Regions from separate parts of the Pan troglodytes genome. Here regions 1, 3 and 4 are each linked to region 2. The links are chromatin contacts, called in public Hi-C and HiChIP or PLAC-seq maps. All regions are on one chromosome and are shown on one strand. The core of a region is the stretch at or near the end of the contact, and the rest is flanking DNA. Distances in the headings are between cores, read along the strand shown. Region 1 holds the start of TMEM259 (transmembrane protein 259). Region 2 holds the start of CBARP (CACN subunit beta associated regulatory protein). Region 3 holds the start of POLR2E (RNA polymerase II, I and III subunit E). Region 4 holds the start of ABCA7 (ATP binding cassette subfamily A member 7).

What was found. A called contact is a pair of places that touch in the nucleus more often than the background predicts. HiChIP or PLAC-seq counts read pairs in DNA pulled down with a chosen protein or histone mark.
Region 1: an H3K4me3 HiChIP or PLAC-seq map of stem cell-derived excitatory neurons shows a contact between it and region 2, with 5 times the contacts expected there. The contact joins the promoter of TMEM259 here to the promoter of CBARP in region 2. A contact is called at or near these places in 3 of 7 Hi-C or Micro-C datasets (blood, induced pluripotent stem cells and stem cell-derived neural progenitor cells) and 1 of 1 datasets of contacts at active chromatin or transcription factors (stem cell-derived excitatory neurons).
Region 3: a contact with region 2 is called in an H3K4me3 HiChIP or PLAC-seq map of stem cell-derived excitatory neurons, with 3 times the contacts expected there. The contact joins the promoter of POLR2E here to the promoter of CBARP in region 2. A contact is called at or near these places in 2 of 7 Hi-C or Micro-C datasets (induced pluripotent stem cells and stem cell-derived neural progenitor cells) and 1 of 1 datasets of contacts at active chromatin or transcription factors (stem cell-derived excitatory neurons).
Region 4: a contact with region 2 is called in a Hi-C map of stem cell-derived neural progenitor cells, with 3 times the contacts expected there. The contact joins the promoter of ABCA7 here to the promoter of CBARP in region 2. A contact is called at or near these places in 1 of 7 Hi-C or Micro-C datasets (stem cell-derived neural progenitor cells) and 1 of 1 datasets of contacts at active chromatin or transcription factors (stem cell-derived excitatory neurons).

Annotation. Positions count from the first base shown.
Region 1 is chr20:3,303,810-3,309,035 of NHGRI_mPanTro3-v2.0_pri, forward strand. TMEM259 (transmembrane protein 259) reads right to left here and starts at 2,730. Exons shown (of 11, transcript XM_016934513.4): 1 at 2,296-2,730. The coding sequence starts at 2,520. It overlaps LOC112206464 (U6 spliceosomal RNA), which reads left to right and starts at 3,046; the gene lies at 3,046-3,152.
Region 2 is chr20:3,528,725-3,534,039 of NHGRI_mPanTro3-v2.0_pri, forward strand. CBARP (CACN subunit beta associated regulatory protein) reads right to left here and starts at 4,047. Exons shown (of 10, transcript XM_054673706.1): 1 at 3,797-4,047; 2 at 2,037-2,162; 3 at 1,820-1,959; 4 at 1,542-1,606; 5 at 1,042-1,186; 6 at 616-787; 7 at 236-376. The coding sequence starts at 2,141.
Region 3 is chr20:3,390,348-3,395,373 of NHGRI_mPanTro3-v2.0_pri, forward strand. POLR2E (RNA polymerase II, I and III subunit E) reads right to left here and starts at 3,085. Exons shown (of 10, transcript XM_054673703.1): 1 at 3,001-3,085; 2 at 728-809. GPX4 (glutathione peroxidase 4) reads left to right here and starts at 3,024. Exons shown (of 7, transcript NM_001364734.1): 1 at 3,024-3,195; 2 at 4,341-4,435; 3 at 4,521-4,665; 4 at 4,845-4,996. The coding sequence starts at 3,112.
Region 4 is chr20:3,324,210-3,328,977 of NHGRI_mPanTro3-v2.0_pri, forward strand. It overlaps ABCA7 (ATP binding cassette subfamily A member 7), which reads left to right and starts at 3,057. Exons shown (of 48, transcript XM_063800935.1): 1 at 3,057-3,150; 2 at 4,186-4,224; 3 at 4,316-4,388; 4 at 4,471-4,564. The coding sequence starts at 4,220. It overlaps CNN2 (calponin 2), which reads left to right. Exons shown (of 7, transcript XM_024351867.3): 7 at 592-2,021. The coding sequence ends at 867.

The DNA.
Region 1 (5,226 bases), core at 1,480-3,979, 230 kb before region 2:
GGGATCATACCAGGGAGGACCTGGCTCTCTGCAGGGAGACCCCCGGAAGCCAGGCGGGCAGGAAGCAGAGGAGCCTTCTGGAACTCAAGGCAGCCTCTGAAATCAGGCAGTTCCAGCCTGCACTTTGCAGATAAGTAAAAGTGAAGGCAGCAGGGTCAGATTCTGTGCCACCAGATTACCGGGTGGAGAATTCACAAAGAACAGATTTCCCCACCCAGGCCAGGCATGGTGGCTCACGCCTGTAATCCCAGCCTTTTGGGAGGCCGAGGCGGGCAGATCACCTGAAATCAGCAGTTTGAGACCAGCCTAGCCAACATGGCAAAACCCAGTCTCTACTAAAAAAACAAAAAAATTAGCCGGTTGTGATGGTGGGCACCGGTAATCCTAGCTACTCCGCAGGCTGAGGCAGAAGAATTGCTTGAACCCAGAAGGTGGAGTTTGCAGTGAGCCGAGATCAAACCACTGCACTCCAGCCTGGGTGACAGAGCAAGACTCCATCTCAAAAAAAAAAAAAAAAAAAAATTCACCACCCAGAGATCTCACAGTCCAAAGCCCCCTGCTGAGAGGAGAGATTGGGGTTACTGAGAACCTCCCAAGAGTCTCCACCCTACACAGAAGAGGGGGAACTCCAGCTCTGGCCCAGCCCCATCTGACCACCTGTGAGTGGTATTGGCCTGGAGATGGAGCCGGGTAGGCTTGATCCCTTTCCAAACCGGGACATGGTGGGACCAGGGCCCAGGCGACAGGGATGCACCTCCCAGGGAGGCTGAGCTCCGTCGGGGGAACCTGGCCTGGCACCCAGCACACACCCTCCACAAGCCTAAGGACACAGTGGCTCCATCCTGTTCCCAGGCTACTCCATGGAAGGAAAACCCACGTCCACAGACCAGCCTCCGTCCACAGTTTCAGGCCCCGTCTGTGGACCCCAGAGCCAGGAAAGGCCGCCTGCCTGCGTAACCCTTCACAGCCCTGCTCAGGTGCCTACTGAGGCGACCATGCCACTCTGGGGGGCTGCAGGGAGGAAGGTGGGAAGGATGATGGGCTGAGCTCTGGCCTGGGGAGGCCACGGATCTGGAGGCTGGGGGGCCTTCCGTGAAGTGGCAGCAGGCTGGGACCCACACCCAGGTCCGCAGGACGGCCAAGGTCCAGCTCCACTTGCCGAGCCCAAAAAAGCAGCCAGCTCCTGACCAACCTGTGTCAGGCTGGGAACTTGCCCACGATCGCAGCCTGGCCCACCAGCATCAGACCCCTCTTTGCAAGCTAGATCCAAAAAGCTCACGGCGCAACTTCAGCAGCCCCCAAGCCCCGGCGCGGCGGTGTTCTGATGCAGAACGAAAACGGCCACGTCCCCATTTCGCCAGGTGGCCCACGACCCCGGCCAGCTTGTTTTCTGAGGGGCTGCAGCTGCTACTGAGCCCCTCCTGTCACCCAAGCAAGACTCCTTCTCAGAGGGAGTCAGGCCGATGCCTGTCCTGCACGGCTGAGTCCTCTGCCATCTGAGGAGGGCGGGAGGGGGACAGAGCCCAAGACGCGGAGGCCGGTGCCTCATAGGGGAGGCACGGGCGACAGACTCACAACCTGAGCTCCTGAAGCAGGAAGGGGGTGGGGACCCAGCGGAGGAAGAGGCCGGGGATGGGGTGGTACACTGCTGCCGGTGACTTTGCCGCTAACCCTAGCGAGGTGACCTCAGCTAAGTCACATTCCCCTGAGGCTCAGGAGCGGGGAACGGGGTGGGGGCAGCTGAAAGGCTACAAGGAGGAAGAGAGGGGAGTGGGGAGTGGACTTCCAGGACAGGGGTTGGTCCGAGGGAGCCCTGTGTCAGGCTGGGTTCTGGGCCAGCACATTGGGAGGGGAGAGAGGCCTCGGAACTGAGGGTCTCAGGCGGCAGAGTCAGGGGTCAAAGGGCGGGAGGTGCTACCTCGCAGGCCAGGACCGGACTCCAAGCCTGGGTAGGTGGGGACCTGGGAAAGGCGGTCGCCGGGGACAGGATGGGCCCTGGAGGGAGCTGACAGTGAGGTTTCAAGAGTAGAGAACAGCGGCTTCTAGTGCAGCGGGACCCAGCCTTCCCGGGTGGACGTCCCCGGGCGGGATGGGGTCACGAGACGGTGTCCCTGGCCAATCCCAGGGTCAGAGGTCGCGAGGGAGAGCCCTAATCGGTAGGGCCGGGTATAGGCCTCAGGGTGCAGGGTGGCGCTCGGTGTCCCCAGCGGGGCCAGGGGTCGCGGTCGGAGGTAGCAGACTTGGGGGTCGGGACAGCCGCTGGGGTCAAGGGTCGGGGGTCGGGGCCGCGGTCACCTTGAGCAGCACGAAGAACTCGAAGAGACGGCGGAAGGCGGGCGGGAAGAGCCGCGAATAGGTGACAGCCATCTTGAAGAACAGCGCGTGGAAGAGCCGGTCGCGCACGTTGATGAGGGGGTTGGGGTTGAGATTGGGGGTGCGAGGCCCGCGCGCGGGGGCCGGGCCGCCGCCGCCGCCGTTGGGCCCGGGCCCCGCAGCTGCGGGCTCCACGTGCTCCGACATGCCTCCCAGCGTCGCGCCCTAACGACCCGCAAGTGTCCGAGGGCGCCTCCCGGCCGCCATCGGCCGCCCTCGCAGCCGCCGCTCTCCTCACGGCCTCCCGGCCGCCGCCGCCATCTTCCGCCTTCTCGTCCGGCTGCGGCGCTGCTGACGCTAGCGAGTCGCCACGCCGGGCAAGAGCGGCCCCCCTGCGCCCGCAGAGAACGCTGGGATGCCAGCGGCGCCCGCGGAGGCCTCACCCCCTACCTCGGCCGCTCCAGGGGGGCGGGACTGCATCTGGGCCACCTCTTTTGCATATTGGCACCCACAATCCACCGCGTCTATGAGGCCAGTATAAGGCGGTAAAATTACGATAAGATATGGGATTTTACGTGATCGAAACATCAAAGTAAGCGTAAACACGAAAGTTGTTCTGCAACATACCACTGTAGGAAATTATGCTAAATATGAAACCGACCATAACTTATCCTAATCATAAAATGTTTTGATTGAAGGGCTTAAAATAGGTGTGACGGTAACCGTTGAGTCGTGCTTGCTTCGGCAGCACATATACTAAAATTGGAACGATACAGAGAAGATTAGCATGGCCCCTGCGCAAGGATGACACGCAAATTCGTGAAGCGTTCCATATTTTTGCTGTAGTCCCCAGCTCGTCACCTCGTTTGGCTTCTCTTGCCCGGATCCTCCCATGACGTCACAAGGCCAGTGACGTCATATCCATCTCCTGTGGCACCACTAAGGTTGGCGGTAGAACAATCTGGCAGTCTCCACTCCTGCGTGGCGCTGTGCCACCTGCCCCCGTAGCTTCGCGCAGCAATAAATAAATAAGTGCTCTTCAGGGGCACTTACTGAGTGCCGGCTGCGTACACAAGAGGATACTATGGTTTTTGGGTTTTTTTGTTGTTTGTTTGAGATGGATTCCCGCTCTGTCGCCCAGGCTGGAGCGCAGAAGCGCGATCTCGGCTCTCTGCAACCTCCGCCTCCCGGGTTCAAGCCATTCTCCTGCCTCAGCCTCCCAAGTAGCTGGGATTACAGGCATGCGCCACCACGCCCGGCTAATTTTATATTTTTAGTAGAGACGGTTTCTCCATGTTGGTCAGGCTGGTCTCGAACTCCTAACCTTAGGTGATTTGCCCGCCTAGGCCTCCCAAAGTGCTGGGATTACAGGTGTGACCCACCAAGCCCGCCAAAAAAAAGTTTTGTTTTGTTTTGTTTTTTGAGACGCAGTCTCACTCTGTCGCCCAGGCTGGAGTGCAGTGGCGTGATCTCGGCTCACTGCAACCTCTGCCTCTTGGGTTCAAGCAATTCTCTGCCTCAGCCTCCTGAATAGCTGGGATTGCAGGCTTCCACCACCACACCCGGCTATTTTTTTTTGTATTTTTAGTGGAGACCAGGTTTCATCATCTTGGCCAGGTTGGTATTGAACTCCTGACCTCGTGATCCACCCGCGTCAGCCTCCCAAAGTGCTGGAGTTACAGGCATGAGCCACCGCGCCCGGCCCCCCAAAAAAATGTTTTTAAAAATTAACTGAGGACGTTGGTGCATGCCTGTAATTCCAGCTACTTGGGAGGCTGAGGTGGGAGGACTGCTTGAGCCCAGGAGTTGGAGGCTGCAGTGAGCCATGATCGTATCCCTGCGCTCCAGGTTGGATGACTAAGTGAGACCCTGTCTCTAAAAAACAAAGTGTAAAAAAGCCAACAGTCAGTATTTTTAGCTTTTTTGGGTAGAGTAACTACTCCACTCTGCTGTTGTAGAGAAAACGCAGCCGTAAATGATACATAAATGGATGGGCACAGCTGTGTGCCAATAAAGCTTTGTCTGCAGACACTGGAATTTGAATGTTATGTAATTTCCACGTTTGATAGAATGGTTTTCATATTTTGGGTTTTTTTTTCAACCACTTAAAAATGTAAGAGCCATTCTGAGCTCACAAGACATACAAAAATAGGCTGCAGCTGGGTTTGGCCCACAGGTCAAGAACACAGCTGTCCAAGAGAAAGATAAGCAAATAACAAACATAACTTTAAGTGTTCTGGTAGCCACAGTAAAACAACTAAAAAAGAGCAAGTGAAATTAATTTTAATAATATATTTTACACATCTCAAGTTATCCAAACAAGGTCAGGCGCGGTGGCTCATGCCTGTAATCTCAGCACTTTTGGAGGCTGAGGCGGGAGGATCATTTCAGCCCAGGTGTTCAAGACCAGACTGGGCAATATAATGAGATCCTGTCTCTACGAAAAATACCAAAAATTAGCTGGGCACGGTGGTGTGTGCCTGTGGTCCCAGCTACTTGGGAGGCTGAGGCAAGAGGATTGCTTAAGCCAAGGAGTTGGAGGCTGCAGTGAGCTGTGATGGCACCATTGCACTCCAGCCTGGGCAACAGAGCAAGACCCCACCTCATAAACCAAAAAAAAGGGGGCCGGGCGCGGTGGCTCACACCTGTAATCCCAGCACTTGGGAGGCCGAGGCGGGTGGATCACGAGGTCAGGAGATCGAGACCACCCTGGCAAACATGGTGAAACCCTGTCTCTACTAAAAATACAAAAATATTAGCTGGGTGTGGTGGCGGGCGCCTGTAGTCCCAGCTGCTCGGGAGGCTGAGGCAGAAGAATGGTCTGAACCCGGGAGGCGGAGCTTGCAGTGAGCCGAGATCACGCCACTGCACCCCATCCTGGGTGACAGAGCGAGACTACTTCTCAAAAAAAAA
Region 2 (5,315 bases), core at 2,797-5,296:
CCTAGGGAATGTCAAATGAGGTGGGAGCCTGGGGTGCCCCCTGCATGTGTGAGGACACGCCTGTGTCCGGTGTGCGGCCGGCTCCCTCTTTCTCCCGTGTGCAATGACCCGGCGGGCCAAGGAGGGCTGCGGTGGCTGGCAGGTCATAGGTTGACCTTGGTCCTCGATTGGGGACAGGGAGGGGAAGGAGCCTCCCCGGCTGTGGACACCATGGGGGACACGCAGGGGCCCTTACCGAGGTGCCTTCCCCAGAGTCGCTAGATGCCGAGGGGCTGATCTCCGCGAAGTCAGTGGCGCCCGCGGCTGAGTTGTAGGGGTCACCTGGCAGGGCGGAGCTGGGGCCCACAGAGCGGCCGGTGAGGGCCTTCCCCGGGGGCTGTGGGACAGAGCCAGGTGGGGGAGGAAGCAGTGACAGGTCAAAGAGCATGGGTGGGTGAGGGACATGGGCGGGTGAGGAGCGTGCTGGGCTCGGCCCCCTGCCCTGCTCCACCCCACCCCGCCCATCCCGAGATGAGGGCCGCCCAGAAAGAGAGTGGGTGAGGGCGTGGGGGTCCGGGAGTCCCCGGGGCTGCCTCCCGTCCCCCGAGGAACTGGGGCTGCTGCCCATAGGCTCACCTGGAAGATGGCCAGAGTGGCTTTGGGAGAGGTGGCTGGGTGGGGCGTGGCGGCTGAGCTGGCCTCGCCTGAGTCACACTCGTGGATGGTGACAATCTTGAGGGGCGGCAGGTGCAGGTGCGTGAGCCGGGCATTCTTCAGGTGGTGGAAGTCCCCCTCCGTCAGTGTGTACCTGCGACAGCATCTGGCCGTCAGAGCCCGCCCACCTCCCATGCCCGATGCCCCAGCTGCCGTGCTCTGCCATCCACCCTGCCAGCCTGGGCAGGGGCAGGCGAAAGGGGGGCAACTGGCCAAGGCCGCCCCACCCCACGGTCCCAGTCCAGGAGCCTCCGCCTTGGTCCCTGCAGCCTCCGCACCCAGCTCCTCCCCTGTCCCGGCGGCCGGGACCTCAGGCCCTGGGGTGCCTCCCAACGCCGCCCCGCTTACCGGCGGCCCTTGTCCTGCGTCTTGCGGCTCTGCTCGAACAGCGCCGCCTCATTGAAGGAGACCCGGCGGCCCGTGGAGCTGGTGGACAGGAAGCGTTCGGTCTCCGCATCCTGGCACTCGGGGTCCTCTCCCCGGAAGTTGGGGTCTGCGTGGAGAGGCAGGAGAGGGTGGGCCCCAGGCGGGCCACGCCAGGCGCCTGGTCCCGGGAGGGCTGCTCCTCCGGGCGGCCGGGGCAGGGAGGGCTGGAGCCGCGGCGCTGGCGGCCGGGCGGGCGGGGCGAGGGACACTCGTCCATCCGCTCACACACTCACTCGCTCAGCACGCGCCTGGGCCCACCTACGCCTGGGCGTTAAGGAAACAGAGATGAGTCGGAATCGAGCTGCGCCCAGTCTGGTGGGGGAGACAGACAGACACAGACGGTCAGGCAGCCCGAGGGGGTGGCGGGTGGCCGAGGGGCGGATGGACAGGCGAGCGCACAGCCAGGCTGGCCAGCACCTCACCTTGGGCCGGGTGGGTGCCGTTGTCCAGGTAGGTGGTGGTGGTCTTCTCCGCTTCCTCCATGGCCCTGGGAGAGACGTTGGGAGAGCCCAGTGGCACGGAGGGCCCAGATAGCCACAGTGGGTCTCGGCTCTCTGCCCCAAGCCAAGCCCGGCGCATCACCCAGTCTCCAGAGGCACAGCCCACTCTGTGACTCAGAAGCCAGTGAGGTAGACCCCCCACCACCCGATGGCACCCACACCCACCATGCACCTGCCCAGCCGAGGTGGGGGCCTCGCACCTGTTGAGGCGCTGGTGGACGTCCCAGCAGCGCTTGCAGAGGAGCAGGACGCCGGACAACACCACCAGCGTGCCCCCCACGAACAGCGACATCACCACCACCAGCAGCACGTAGTTGTCCAGGATGGGGTCTGGCTCTGCCTGCGGGCGTGCAGGGGGGGTCAGGTGCTGCTGGCCTGGACGATCTCCTGCCCCTCCCACCTGTCCCCTGCACCCACCGTGGGGCGTCCAGTGGCATTGTCCCACGACGTCGTCAGGGCTACTGTGGCAGTGGTGGTGGTGGTGGCGGTGGCGGCTGTGGCCATGGTGGCTGTGGGCTGCATTCTGAACTGGGGAGGAGGGCCCTGTGGGGAGGAAGCCTGGTCAGCTCCAGCTAGACCTAATTCTTCTGCAGGAGCCACTGCAGACAAGCCGGGTCTTCCCTGCAGGAACAGGAGCCCACACAGGGGGCAGTGACTCATGGAGAGGTAGCAGAGCCGGAGGCAGCCTCCACCCGGCTTGGCTCTGCCCAGCGGGCCCCGGGGGCTCTCTCTGGACCTCCATCTCCCATCCCCATGGCGGGGGAGGAGGCCTGGCCCTCTGAGGGTGCGCCTGTGCCCATCACAACTGCACACAGCCGGTGCGGCCTGTCCTGCAAGGTAGCGCCAGGCCCTGGAGCTCAGCGCTGGGCAGGGCAAGCACTCGGAGGAATGGGGACGCCAAGGCGGTGCAGCCGGCTCGAGAAGGACTCCAGACGCCCTGTCCGCCCCATCACGGGGGTGGGGGGCTACCCCCACCCCAAGAAGTTCAGCTACACCATGGCAGGGCCCACCCGGCCATGGTTGGGTAGAGGGAGACCTCCCGCTGCCTGCGCGCCAGGGAGGGTGCAGGGGCTGGGCGCGTGCTCCCGGGTCACGACTCCGGGAGGTGGAGGTCTCCCCGGTGCTGAGTGCTGGTGGGAGTGCAAGGGACAAAGAAGGCGCATCTGTTCCCAGCCCCGGAGAAGCTGGTTCCCATGGCGACTGCGGAGCAGGCCGCGGCTGGGGAGGCGGGTTGCCAGGGAGCGGCGGGGAGGGGGCGCGGGGGCGGCGGCCTGGGGGGGGGCGGCGGCCTCGGGGGGGCGGGCGCGAAGCCGCAAGATGGCCGCGGCCTCCTCCCCGCCGTGCCCAGCCCGGGCGCCCGGAGCATCCCCGGCCGCCTTACGCTCGGGGGAAACTGAGGCGGGGCGCGGCACCAGGGAAAGGAGCAGCCTGGACGCTGCGCGGCGCAGCCGGGTGGGGAGGCCCGGGAATCGCAGGGGGTCGGGGCTGGCGCCGGGGTGCTCGGCGGCCCCAGGTCAGCACCGCACGCGCGAGACCTCTCCCGGAGCGAGAGGAGCTCACAGGCGGCAGCCGCTCCTGCCCCTCCCGGACTTCCGCCCACACGCGACAGCGGGAAACTGAGGCCCAAAGCCGGGCAGGGTCCCGGCGGGGGCTGGTGTCCTCAGCGCTCCCGGTCACAGGCTGCCCGGGCCCTGGTACTGGGGGAAGGGGCCGCATATGTAGGTCGGGAAATGAGTTCAGGCTGGAGGGGGTGGGGACAGGCGCAGGATGGTGACCGGAGGCCGGGGAAGATGGCAGGAGGCCGAGGGGAAGAGGGGGGCTCCTGGGGGAGGCGGCTGCGGGAGCCGAGGGCGGAGGTTCCCCACGGGGCAGCACCGCGCCCCCGAGCCGGCCAAGGGTGGGGATGGCGAGCGAGGGGAGGCAGGGACCCGACGCCAGGGCTGAGCCTAGACGCCATCGTCCTCGCCCGACCTCACAGGGAGAAACTGAGGCTGGGGCGGGGCCTGAGCGGGGGTCCCTCTGCAGGCAGCCGGGTGCGGGGCGCAAGGCCCGGATCTCGGTCCCCACGCCCGCCGGGCTCCTCCGCGCCCTCCCTCCGGCCGCTCAGCCCACAGCCGGCTGCGATCCCCGGCCTGTCCCCCGTCCGCCCCCCGCAGCCCCGAGCCCGCCGCGCCTACCTCAGCGCCGGGACGAGCGGCCCATGGGCGGCGGGCTGGCGGCGGGCGGCTGCGTGGCGCTCGCGGCTGGCTCCGGCGCCCGGTGGCCGCGGAGCAGGCGGAGAATTTATGAATGGAGAGCGCGGCGCGGGGGAGGCCGGCGCGAGAGGAGGGGCCGCGCACGTGACCGCGTTGGCGGCGCGCCCGCTCCGCGCGCCCGGTGCTGCCCGGTCCCCGGCCCGCCGCCCCCGCTGCGCTCGCCGCTGGGTCTGGCTGGCTCCGCGCCGGCCACCGCCTCCCCTTCCCTTCCGGCCGGCGGGGGCGGGGGGCGGAGCCTGCGCTCCCGGGCGCCCACTCCGCACGCGGAGCCGCCCCCCGCACCCGCCGCGGCGGCCGAGCCCCGCCCCCGGCCCATCGGCACGATTCACCTCGCCCGGTCCTGAGGTCCCAGGGACGCAGCTCGGGGTGTCCTGGAATTCACGACTCTGCAGCCCGAGGTGCGCCGCGTGCGCAGGAGGGGGTGGGGTCCGGGGGGGCACGGACTCCCCTCTCACGTTGCTTGGGTCCGTGGGGGTTCCGGGGCGGCACAGCCAGGGCCCCTCGGGCACAATTCCCCTTTAAGCTGCACAGCCCAGGGTCTCTGGACACAGGCGCCCCGCCTGCTTCCCCACGCAGGTCCCCTCTGGCACTGTGGAGGGCTCGCCATGCCTCTCCTGCCCCCTCCCCTGTGTGACAGCGATCACAGACCCCGGCACAAAGCTGAGCAGAGCCCATCGGGGTCCAAACGTGCACTCACAGAGGCCTGCTCCTCGCAGGGTGACATCAGAACGACACCCGCAGAAACCCAAAGCCCAAAGCTGCCCCCGCTTCTCCCTCTTAGACCATCGAACCTCACCCTGCAGATACTCAGGCCACACACCTGCCACCAGCCTGGCCCGAGCGCCACCCCAACCCCTCTGAGCCCACGCCTAACACCCCACAGCGCCTCCTCTTTCTCGTCCCAAAGAAAGGCTGACACCGCTCTGGCACGTGGCTGGCCCAGCTCAGCCTCCCCGCCTCTGCCCTTGCAGGTGCCCTGTACCCAGGCCTCTGTCCATTCAGCCAGAGATTCACCCCGGTTTCCTTCAACTCCTTCCCCAGCTTCACAGTCTCGGCGCTTCTGCTCTTGGCTCCCAGCCCATGCCTGGGTCCCCTCCTCTGCTACGTCCCTCCAAGGCCCTATGCCTTGCGCCTTGCCTGTTCCTGTGTGCTGTGGGGCCACCACTCCGCTAGCTGTGAACTCCAAGGGCAGCCCCAGGGAACCTGGTGCCAGGCAAATGGGAATTGCATGGGCAAAGGTTTTGAGGCAAAAAAGTTTGCAAGTCAATGCCCGTGGAGGAAGCAGAGAAATCGTCTTGTTCCCAGCAGGACCATGACATGGGCAGGCTTCAGGGTTTTTTGTATTTTGTTTTTGCTTTTTGGAGAGACAGAGTCTCGCACTGTCGCCCAGGCTGGAGTGCAGTGGTGTGATCACGGCTCACTGCAACCTCCACCTCCCGGA
Region 3 (5,026 bases), core at 1,835-4,334, 140 kb before region 2:
TTTTGTATTTTTAGTGGAGATGGGGTTTCACCATGTTGGTCAGGCTGGTCTTGAACTCCTGACCTCGTGATCCACCCGCCTTGGCCTCCCAAAGTGCTGGGATTACAGATGTGAGCCACCACACCCAGCCAAAAAGTTTTTTTTGAGACGGAGAGTCTTGCTCTCTTGCCCAGGCTGGAGTGCGGTGGTGCGATCTTGGCTCACTGCAAGCTCCGCCTCCCGGGTTCACACCATTCTCCTGCCTCAGCCTCCCAAGTAGCTGGGACTACAGGCGCCCACCACCATGCCTGGTTAATTTTTTGTAATTTTAGTAGAGACGGGGTTTCACCGTGTTAGCCAGGATGGTCTCGATCTCCTGACCTCGTGATCTGCCCGTCTCAGCCTCCCAAAGTGCTGGGATTACAGGTGTGAGCCACCACGCCTGGCCAAAAAGTTCTTAAAAAAGAAATGAAGCCACAGGACAGCCCCTCCCCAGTCCTTCCTGGAGCCAGGGGCTGCTCTAGAAAGATCTGTGGCAACACAGCTTCCTGCAGGGACACTCAAGAACTTCCGCCCTCACAGGGAAGCCTCGCTGGAGCCTTGAGAGGTCCCCGAGACTCCATTTCCCCGTTCGTGAAATGGGGACACTCTGGGAAAAGCTGTGAAGCCCCCAGCACAAATCTCTCCCAGAGCCTGGGGCCCCGTTCTCAGATCCGAGGTCGCGACCCGTGTTTTCCCCACTTCTGACCTTATCACAATTGGCAGGAAGTCAGGAATGGGATCAAGTCTCTCCGCGGAGCTGTGGGTGCTGAGCTGTTTTTCTGGCAACCCTGAAATAAACTCCCATTTCAGCGCACATGTTTGCAACAAACTTAAGGAAAACAACACCGGCAAAATTGCAAACAGCTGAGCCTTCGCAAGGGCAAGAACAGAGTCACCAGTGTGGCCCTGTCACCCGGCACTGCCAGGGCGGGAGGAAATGGGGGGGTTTCCTGAGAAGTCAGACAATGGGGGTTGACTCCAAGAACTCAGCCTCCGGGGGCTGGGCGGGAGCAAAGCCATGTGAACAGGCTTATGCAAGACCAGGATTCTGCCAGGCCTGCTCAGGGATCCTTGCTTCACTGCCTCTTCCAGCAAACCATCTATGACGCCTCGGTGCTGCATCTGGCAGGCCTGAGTCGGGGGCAGTGGCGGGGGCTGGCTCATAGGTCCCCCCAAGTCAACCCGGCCCTGAGTCTGTCTCTGAAGAAATATTCAGTGCAGGGTCAGAAAAGGTTAAGACCTTGCGGGCAACATACAAATCCCAAGCACCTAGGCGGGGTAGAGGGGCTCACGCCTGTAATCCCAGCACTTTGGGAGGCCGAGGCAGGCGGATCACCTGAGGTCAGGAGTTCGAGACCAGCCTGACCAACATGGTGAAAGCCCGTATCTACTAAAAACACAAAAATTAGCTGGGCATGGTAGCACATGCCTGTAATCCCAGCTACTCAGGAGACTGAGGCAGGAGAATCACTTGAACCCGGAAAGCGGAGGTTGCAGTGAGCTGAGATGGAGCCACTGCACTCCAGCCTGGGTGACAGACCAAGACTCCTCAAAAAAAAAAAAAAAAAAAAAAAAAAAAAAAATCCAAACCCCTGCCTGTACAGGGGTCAAAGTCCAATCACAGTGACTCAGTTCCCAAGTATGAGATGAGTGTTTCTGTTGCCACATGTCCAAGCCACGAAGTGAAAAACAGAGTTGGAAGCCAAGATGTGGGGCAGTATGGGCTCTGGGTGTGCCCATACCTTGTAATGTTAGAACTGTAAGAAAACCCTCCAGATTTGTTTATTTTCTGAGCACATACCGCGCATCCCTGCGTGGGCAGCTGCCCCTGGGGGTGGGAGCCCAGGAAACTCCAGGTTCTCAGTTAAATGGTAACTGTCTGGATGACTCTCAGGTCCCAGTGCCCACGTTATATAAGCGGCTCAGCAACCAGACCCAGGGATGGGGAGTCACTGACCCCCTGCGCCCATGGCAGGGGTGAGGGCAGGGACACCCCCATAAGATGGAGCTGTGATGAGAAGCAAACCCAACTCAGTTTGGTTTCATTTACATTAAAAAGGCAAATCCCTTGGCCGGATGTGGTGGCTCACACTTGTAATCCCAGCACTCTGGGAGGCCTAGGCGGGCAGATCACCTGAGGTCAGGAGTTTGAGATCAGCCTGGCCAACATGGTGAAACCCCGTCTCTACTAAAAATACAAAAAAATTAGCTGGGTGTGGTGGCTCGCTCGTGTAATCCCAGCTACTCAGGAGGCTGAGTCAAGAGAATCGCTTGAACCCGGTGGGGTGGAGGTTGCAGTGAGCTGAGGTAGCGCCACTGCACTCCAGCCTGGGCAAAAGAGCAAAACTGTGTCTCGAAAAAAAAAAAAAAAAAAAAAAGGCAAATCCCGGCTGAGCCTTTGGCTCACGCATGTGATTCCAGCACTTTGGGAAGCTGAGGCTGGAGGATCATTTGAGGTCAGGAGTTTGAGACCAGCCTAGGCAACATAGCGAGACCCCCATGTCTACAAAACAATAATTAGCCAGGAATGGTGGATGAGCCTGTTGTCCCAGCTACTCGGGAAGCAGAGGCGGGAGGTTCGCTTGAACCTGGGAGGTCGAGGCTGCAGTGTGCCCTGATCGTGCCACTGCACGTTAGCCTGGGCAACACAGCAAGACCCCGTCTCTTAAAAAAAAAAGGTAAATAGGAGTTGGGGACACTTTTCTGCGAGTTGGAGAAACCAAACCCCCTCGCCGAGTCTTAAGTAGTATTCTCAAGGCTGTCTGGCCTGCGGCCGCGCTGCGCTCAACCACCCGAATAACTACGCTGCCACCCAACGCGCCGCCGGCCAGGCCACGGCCTCCTAGACACAAGCGAGCATGCGCAGTCGTCAACAACAAGTCCGCACGTCCGGTCCCGCCCCACCTTCCCCGCCTTCTTCCCACTCCGGCCTCCCATTGGCTGACGTCGGCGCGAGCGCTCAACACCGACGCGGCTGACCATTGCGCGCTCTGGAGGGCGCGGCCGTGGGAAAGGAGGTGCGGAAAGCCGACGCGCGTCCATTGGTCGGTTGGACGAGGGGAGGAGCCGCTGGCTCCCAGCCCCGCCGCGATGAGCCTCGGCCGCCTTTGCCGCCTACTGAAGCCGGCGCTGCTCTGTGGGGCTCTGGCCGCGCCTGGCCTGGCCGGGACCATGGTGAGCGAGCGCCGCGGCCGTTGCCGGCCCGGTGACCGTTGGGGCGGGCGCGCGATCCCTGCCTCCGCTCGCCGGCGCGGGGAACCCTCGGGCTCCGGTGACCTTGGTGGGGGGCGTCTGGGGGCTCCCCCTCCACACCCCCGGCCGGGCGCGGACGCGGGTGACCGTACTGCGACGCGCTCCGCGGCCCTCCAGGCCGTTGTAGGCGCGCGGGCTGGGTTCGGGGAAGGGGAAGGGGCAGTTCAATGCGCGCGCGTTGGGGTCGGGGAAGGGACTGTTCAGGCCGTTGCGGGCGCGCGGGCTGGGGTCGGGCAAGGGGAAGGGGCTGTTCCACGCGCGCGGGTCGTGGTCGGGGAAGGGGCCGTCCAGGCCGTTGCAGGCGCGCGTGCCGGGGCCGGGGGCGGGGGTCCAGGCTTGCAGGGGGCGGGGTCCGGGACGGCTGGGGCGGAGCTGGACCGTTGAGGGCCACGGCGGGGCGTCTCCGGGCCGAGCGGGGCTGCTGCGCCCGAGCGGTTGGGGGCGCGAAGGGCTGGAAATCCCGGATCACGCGCCCCCGGGCGCCGCCCCGCCCCCGCACCTTGGCCTAGCGCGGTGGCGTCACAGTCGCGCAGTCCTGACTACGGCCTCCGGGCCCTTTGTCCCCGGTAGCGGCGCTCGGGGTGGGGGAGCCAGGAGGGGCGGGAGACGGGCGGGTATGGGCCGCGCGGGCGCACGCTCCCCCGGGCGCCGCAGGCAGCGGTGCCAGAGCCGGGGCAGGCGGCGGCCGCGAGCCCCTCGGCGGCGGAAGGCCCCAGCGTGCAGGCGCAGGAGGGCGCGGCGCCGGCGGAAGAAGCCCTGTCCCCGCAGCTTGCGACCGGAGATCCACGAATGTCCCGAGTCCCAGGACCCGGTGCGCGCGGGGCCCCCACACCGGCTGCTGTGGCACATTTTGGGGTTGGAACCCTCTCCCGGCCTCCGGGTCTCCGGTAAAACCGGACCAGAAGTACAAGGGGGCGTGTGCGTTTAAGGAGGAGGAGCGTTCAGGTTTTCAGGGCCGCAGGGCCTCGGTGTCCCCGCCACCGACCCGCTCCCGATCCCTTCCTGCCTCAGGGTCCCGGGCTCAGCCTCCCGTCCACGCTCCCTGCTCAGCTTCCTTTACCTTGCAGTGCGCGTCCCGGGACGACTGGCGCTGTGCGCGCTCCATGCACGAGTTTTCCGCCAAGGACATCGACGGGCACATGGTTAACCTGGACAAGTACCGGTGGGCGCTCGCCTGGGGTGGGGCGCGGGGCCGGGCCCTGGGAGGGGGCCGTGTTGTTCTGCGCTGACGCCGCCGATCCTCGCAGGGGCTTCGTGTGCATCGTCACCAACGTGGCCTCCCAGTGAGGCAAGACCGAAGTAAACTACACTCAGCTCGTCGACCTGCACGCCCGATACGCTGAGTGTGGTTTGCGGATCCTGGCCTTCCCGTGTAACCAGTTCGGGAAGCAGGTGGGCTGCTGCTTCCCCGGGGCCCGCAGAGGCCGGTGGGTGGGGGTGGGCCCTGGCCCTGCAGAGGCCGATGGGTGGGGGTCGGGGTGGGCTCCAGCCTGGAAAGGGCCTGGGAGTGTACAGGGGGCCCAGACTGAGGGGGTGCCAGGCCCCCGACTCACACACCTTGGCCGCCACAGGAGCCAGGGAGTAACGAAGAGATCAAAGAGTTCGCCGCGGGCTACAACGTCAAATTCGATATGTTCAGCAAGATCTGCGTGAACGGGGATGACGCCCACCCGCTGTGGAAGTGGATGAAGATCCAACCCAAGGGCAAGGGCATCCTGGGAAAGTGCGTGACCTCTGGGGACAGTACGGCTGC
Region 4 (4,768 bases), core at 1,807-4,306, 210 kb before region 2:
CGGCCCCTCCCCGGGGCCACCTCTGGCTTCTCTCCCCACTCTCGGTCTCAGCGCCTTCCCTAGACCACCTCCGGCTTCCCTCCCGCTCTCGGTCTCAGCCTCTTCCCTAGACCACCTCTGGCTTCCCTCCGGCTCTCGGTCTCAGCCCCTTCCCTAGACCACCTCTGGCTTCCCTCCGGCTCTCGGTCTCAGCCCCTTCCCTAGACCACCTCCGGCTTCCCTCCCCGCTCTCTGTCTCCGCCTTGGATTTCAGCCTCTGTCATTTCCACCTGACTGTGGGTCTCTAGGGAAGTTACTACCTCACCCTGTGTCATTTTCCCTTAAGGACTGCCCAAAGGTCCACCCAATTCTTTTTTTTTAGTCTTTATTTATTTTATTTATGTATTTATTTTGAGATAGGATCTCACTCTGTTGTCCAGGCTGGAGCACAGTGGTGCAATCTCGGCTCACTGCAGCCTCCACCTCTGGGCTCAGGTGATCCTCCCACCTTGGCCTCCCAAAGTGCTGGGATGACAGGCGTGAGCCAGTGCGCCCAGTGAAGGTCCCCTCTTCTCTCCACCATGACCTGCTCCACCCCTCCTTCCTCTCCAGGTGGGCATGACGGCTCCCGGGACCCGGCGGCACATCTATGATACCAAGCTGGGAACCGACAAGTGTGACAACTCCTCCATGTCCCTGCAGATGGGCTACACACAGGGCGCCAACCAGAGCGGCCAGGTCTTCGGCCTGGGCCGGCAGATATATGACCCCAAGTACTGCCCGCAAGGCACAGTGGCCGATGGGGCTCCCTCGGGCACCGGCGACTGCCCGGACCCGGGGGAGGTCCCTGAATATCCCCCTTACTACCAGGAGGAGGCCGGCTACTGAGGCTCCCAGCACGCTCTCTCCCCACATCGTCTCCCCATCTGGGTTTTTGGGTTTTTCTGTGTTTTCATCTTTTTTTTTTTTTTCTTAACCCGTTCAGTGCTGCCAGTCAACCAAGGGTCTGTGAGTGTCAGCGTGGGATCAGGCAGCAGAGCTTTGCCTTGATCCTTCGCAAGACTGAGCCACTGGGCTGTGGGGGAAGGGGTCAAGGCCATATCCCAATACGTGTAGGGCGAGGGTCCCTGCTGGCACATTCAGGCTGTGCTGGGAAGAAGAGACCTGAGCTTGGAAGGAACCGGTCCCCGACGGTTTCTGGTTGCCTCGCCTCTTCCCCCTTTTGTCAGCTGAGCAGTTTGTGGTTTCTATGCCCGCAAGTTTCAGGAAGTATTCACAAAAGAAAAATACATTTTTTTCCCGAGGGGTGGGGCAGGGACAGTGGAGAGGGTGCTAGGAAATGAGCCCCCTGGGAAAGGGGACCAGGCCGTGATGTTAAATATCTCCGGCTCCCAAGTGACTGGATTTCCCTAGGACCTTCAGACCAACAGACTTCAGACCCTCAGACCTGCCCCGGGGCCAGGTGGGGAAAGTGAGGGCCGTACAAGGAAGTGAAATTCTGAGTTGTTGGGGCTAAGCCTGACGCCCTCTCCATGCTCCCCGCCCCAACCCACTCTGGCCTCAGTAGATTTTTTTTTCAGTTGTGGTTGTTGCCCAGGCCGGAGTGCAGTGGCGCCATCTTGGCTCACTGCACCTCCACCTTCCGGGCTCAAGCGATTCTCCAGCCTCAGCCTCCTGAGTAGCTAGGACTGCAGGTGCTCCACCACGCCCGGCTAATTTTTGTATTTTTAGTAGAGACGGGGTTTCCCCATGTTGGCCAGGCTGGTCTCGAACTCCTGGCCTCAGGTGTGATCCGCCCGCCTCCGCCTCCCCAAGCGCTGAGATTACAGGTGTGAGCCACCGTGCCCAGCCCCTCAATAAGTTTTAAGGAGCCCCCAGCCCTCCTCCCTTCTGGGCCTGACCAGCTTATACTGCTCCATCTTCCCCGGCCACATGCCCCGCCAAGTACTGCACAGGGACCCCCCGCCCAGGGGCCCTGCTCCGTGAGATAATGTGAAATACGACTGTGGACCAAACGCAATAAAACCTCTGTACGAAGAGAAGGTGGCCAAGAGAGTTGGCGTCGATGAGGGCGTGCTTTGCTTTGATGCTTTTGTGGGGAGAGAGGAGGTCTTGGGGGATGGGGGGATCAAGGGGAAAATGTCCACCTCACCATTGGGAGGAGGAGCAAAAGCTGAAGCCACAGGTGAGTCTGGGTGGAATGAATGATTTGAAGGGCCGGGACTTGGGGTAGAGGGAGAGGCTGGGCTTCCTGGCCAGTTGGAGAGGAGGCAGTTCCCTCAAATGCCCCCCATGCGCTTTGGCTGCACCCTACTTTACAGCGCGTCTCGTGGCCTCAGCCTGGATGTCTCCCCGTTGGCGAACTCCTATTTATCCTCAAAGCCCCAACGGCAATGCCACCTCCTGCCACGGGAGCCGTCCCCACGCCTCTCACTCTCCCCAGCGCCTTCAAAGCTGTGGACCCACACGCTCCCATTTCAGCTTCACCTCCAGCCTGAAGAGTTTATTTCAACTCTTCTTCCAGAGTGGGAAACGGGTTTTCCTCAAAATCAGGGTAGCCACTATCATCGGAGACTCTAGAATGTTGGGGGCCCCCTCCCCCTTCTGCCATCCTCTGCAGAAGCCGAGGAGCGTTCGTGGAATGAATGAATGCACGAATGATCTAGTGGAACCCCCACTTTACAGACGGACGAGTGTAGTCCCAGAGTCTGGACTAAACTAGAGGGAGCCTGGCCAGCCCCGGGGACAGCGGGGACAGAGGGAACTCCTGCAATTCGGAGCTGCGGTATTGCAGCCGGTTATGCAACGTGGGGAGGCAGCCTGGCTCCCCAAAGACAGAGCAGCCTCGTTCCCGGAGGCCGGCCTGCCTGGGACCTGCCGGGCACTCCGCCACCCTATGGTGATGCAGCAAGAGCCGCGCGGTCCCTTTAAGAAACCCGGCTAGGCGAGGCCCTTCTGTGATCCCGCCTCCTCCCTTGGCCCGCGCAGCTCCGACGGAGCAGGCCCGTGAGTGACGGGCAGACCGCCCAATAGCAGCGTGCAGAGGCAGGGGCGTGCCCCGGCGCTGCTACCTGCGCGGGCAAGCTCGGCGCACTTGGCTTAAGGGGCTGCGCGCTCCCTGCCTGCTGCTGGGCGGAGGGAAGGCGGCAAGAGCTGCGGCGCCCCTGGAAGGTGAGAAGGACTCGGAGAGGGAAGAAGGCCCGAGACTCGAGAATGCGGGGTTGGGGCCGGGAGGGATGCAAGTTCCCTGGGAATTAGGGGGTCCAGCCTCTGACCCTTCGTTTCCTTCCGGTGAATGTTGACGACGGCTGAATTGATCACTGATTCTCAAGGGGGGCATCGGACATCTGGGACCCTTAAGAGGGCCTTTGCCGATCACACACCTGCAGCCCCCTGCCCGTTAGAACTCCTGCACTCCCCCTTGCCCCGTTTTACAAATGGAGAAACTGAGCCCACTCCCCCAGATCCTAAGTCCCGCTTGATGTAAAGGAAAGAACCCTGGCGTAAGGGTCTGGGTCTGAGGTCCCAGTTCCGGCCTGGTCACCTTTAGCAACTTCCTGCCCCTCTGTCAGCGTCAGATTCTCCATCTGTGTCAGAGGTGGACCGGCCCAAGGAAAAGAGATCAGGAATCGCTGACTCCAGGAGTCTCTATCCCAGCCCCTTCGCCTGACTCTTTCTCTGGCTCCCGCGGTCCCTCTGAGCGATCAATGCTACATAAGGTGTGGGCAGAGCTGGGGTCGTGCCTCCAGCTGGGCGACTGCCTGTCTCTCTGGGTGCCTGGGTTTGCTTTCTTGGGCCTCGGTTTCCACTTCTGTAGAGTGGGGTGATAGTCCAGCACTTCCCCTGGGCGTGTGAAATGGCCAGCACTGCCAATATTCGTTGCTATTATCTTCGGAGAACAGTGAGGGGAAAGGAATCCTTGCCTGGGCTGGGCCAGGCAGGAGGCTGGGGGTCAGGACCTGGAAGAGGCTTCCAGGTGAGGCTTGGGGTGGAGCCTGGTGACGAAAGCGTTAAGCCCAAACTCGGTCCCTGGAGGATTAGAGGATGGTCTTTAAGTCCCCAGCTGTCAGCCCTGCTCAGAGCGACAGTCCTGGCAGCCAATCAGATGCGAGGACGGCTGCGGGTTGCGCTCCCATTGGTTTACTCCACCCCTGGGGTAGCGGAGCCTCCTTATCAAGTGACTACTGTTTGCCTCGCTCTAATCAGAGCTTCCAGGAACCCTGCGCTGTGGGATAGAGGAATGAGGTTCAGAAAGGGGCAGGGAGTTGCCCGCAGCCTCACCGCACGTCTTCAGCCCGACCGTTGTCCTGACCTCTCTGTCCCGTCCCCTGCCCAGTCTCACCATGGCCTTCTGGACACAGCTGATGCTGCTGCTCTGGAAGAATTTCATGTATCGCCGGAGACAGCCGGTAACGCCCCAGTGTGAGACCAGGGCCGGGTGGGCAGGCAGCCCCCACTGTCCCCCACCATCTCCCACCTATTCTCCCCCAGGTCCAGCTCCTGGTCGAATTGCTGTGGCCTCTCTTCCTCTTCTTCATCCTGGTGGCTGTTCGCCACTCCCACCCGCCCCTGGAGCACCATGAATGTGAGCCCCCCCAGGGACCAGGCACTTTGTGTGTGTAGGGGAAGGCAGATGGCTCACCCGTGCACAGGAATCCCCCGTGCATGTCAGGGAGCCTTCACCAGGCTGCCAATACATGGCATGGGAGTGAGCTCTCCATCGCTGGAGGCATGCAAGCGGTGCCGGGCGACCCGATGGGGGTGGAGTCAGGCAGAGTCCACAGGGCCT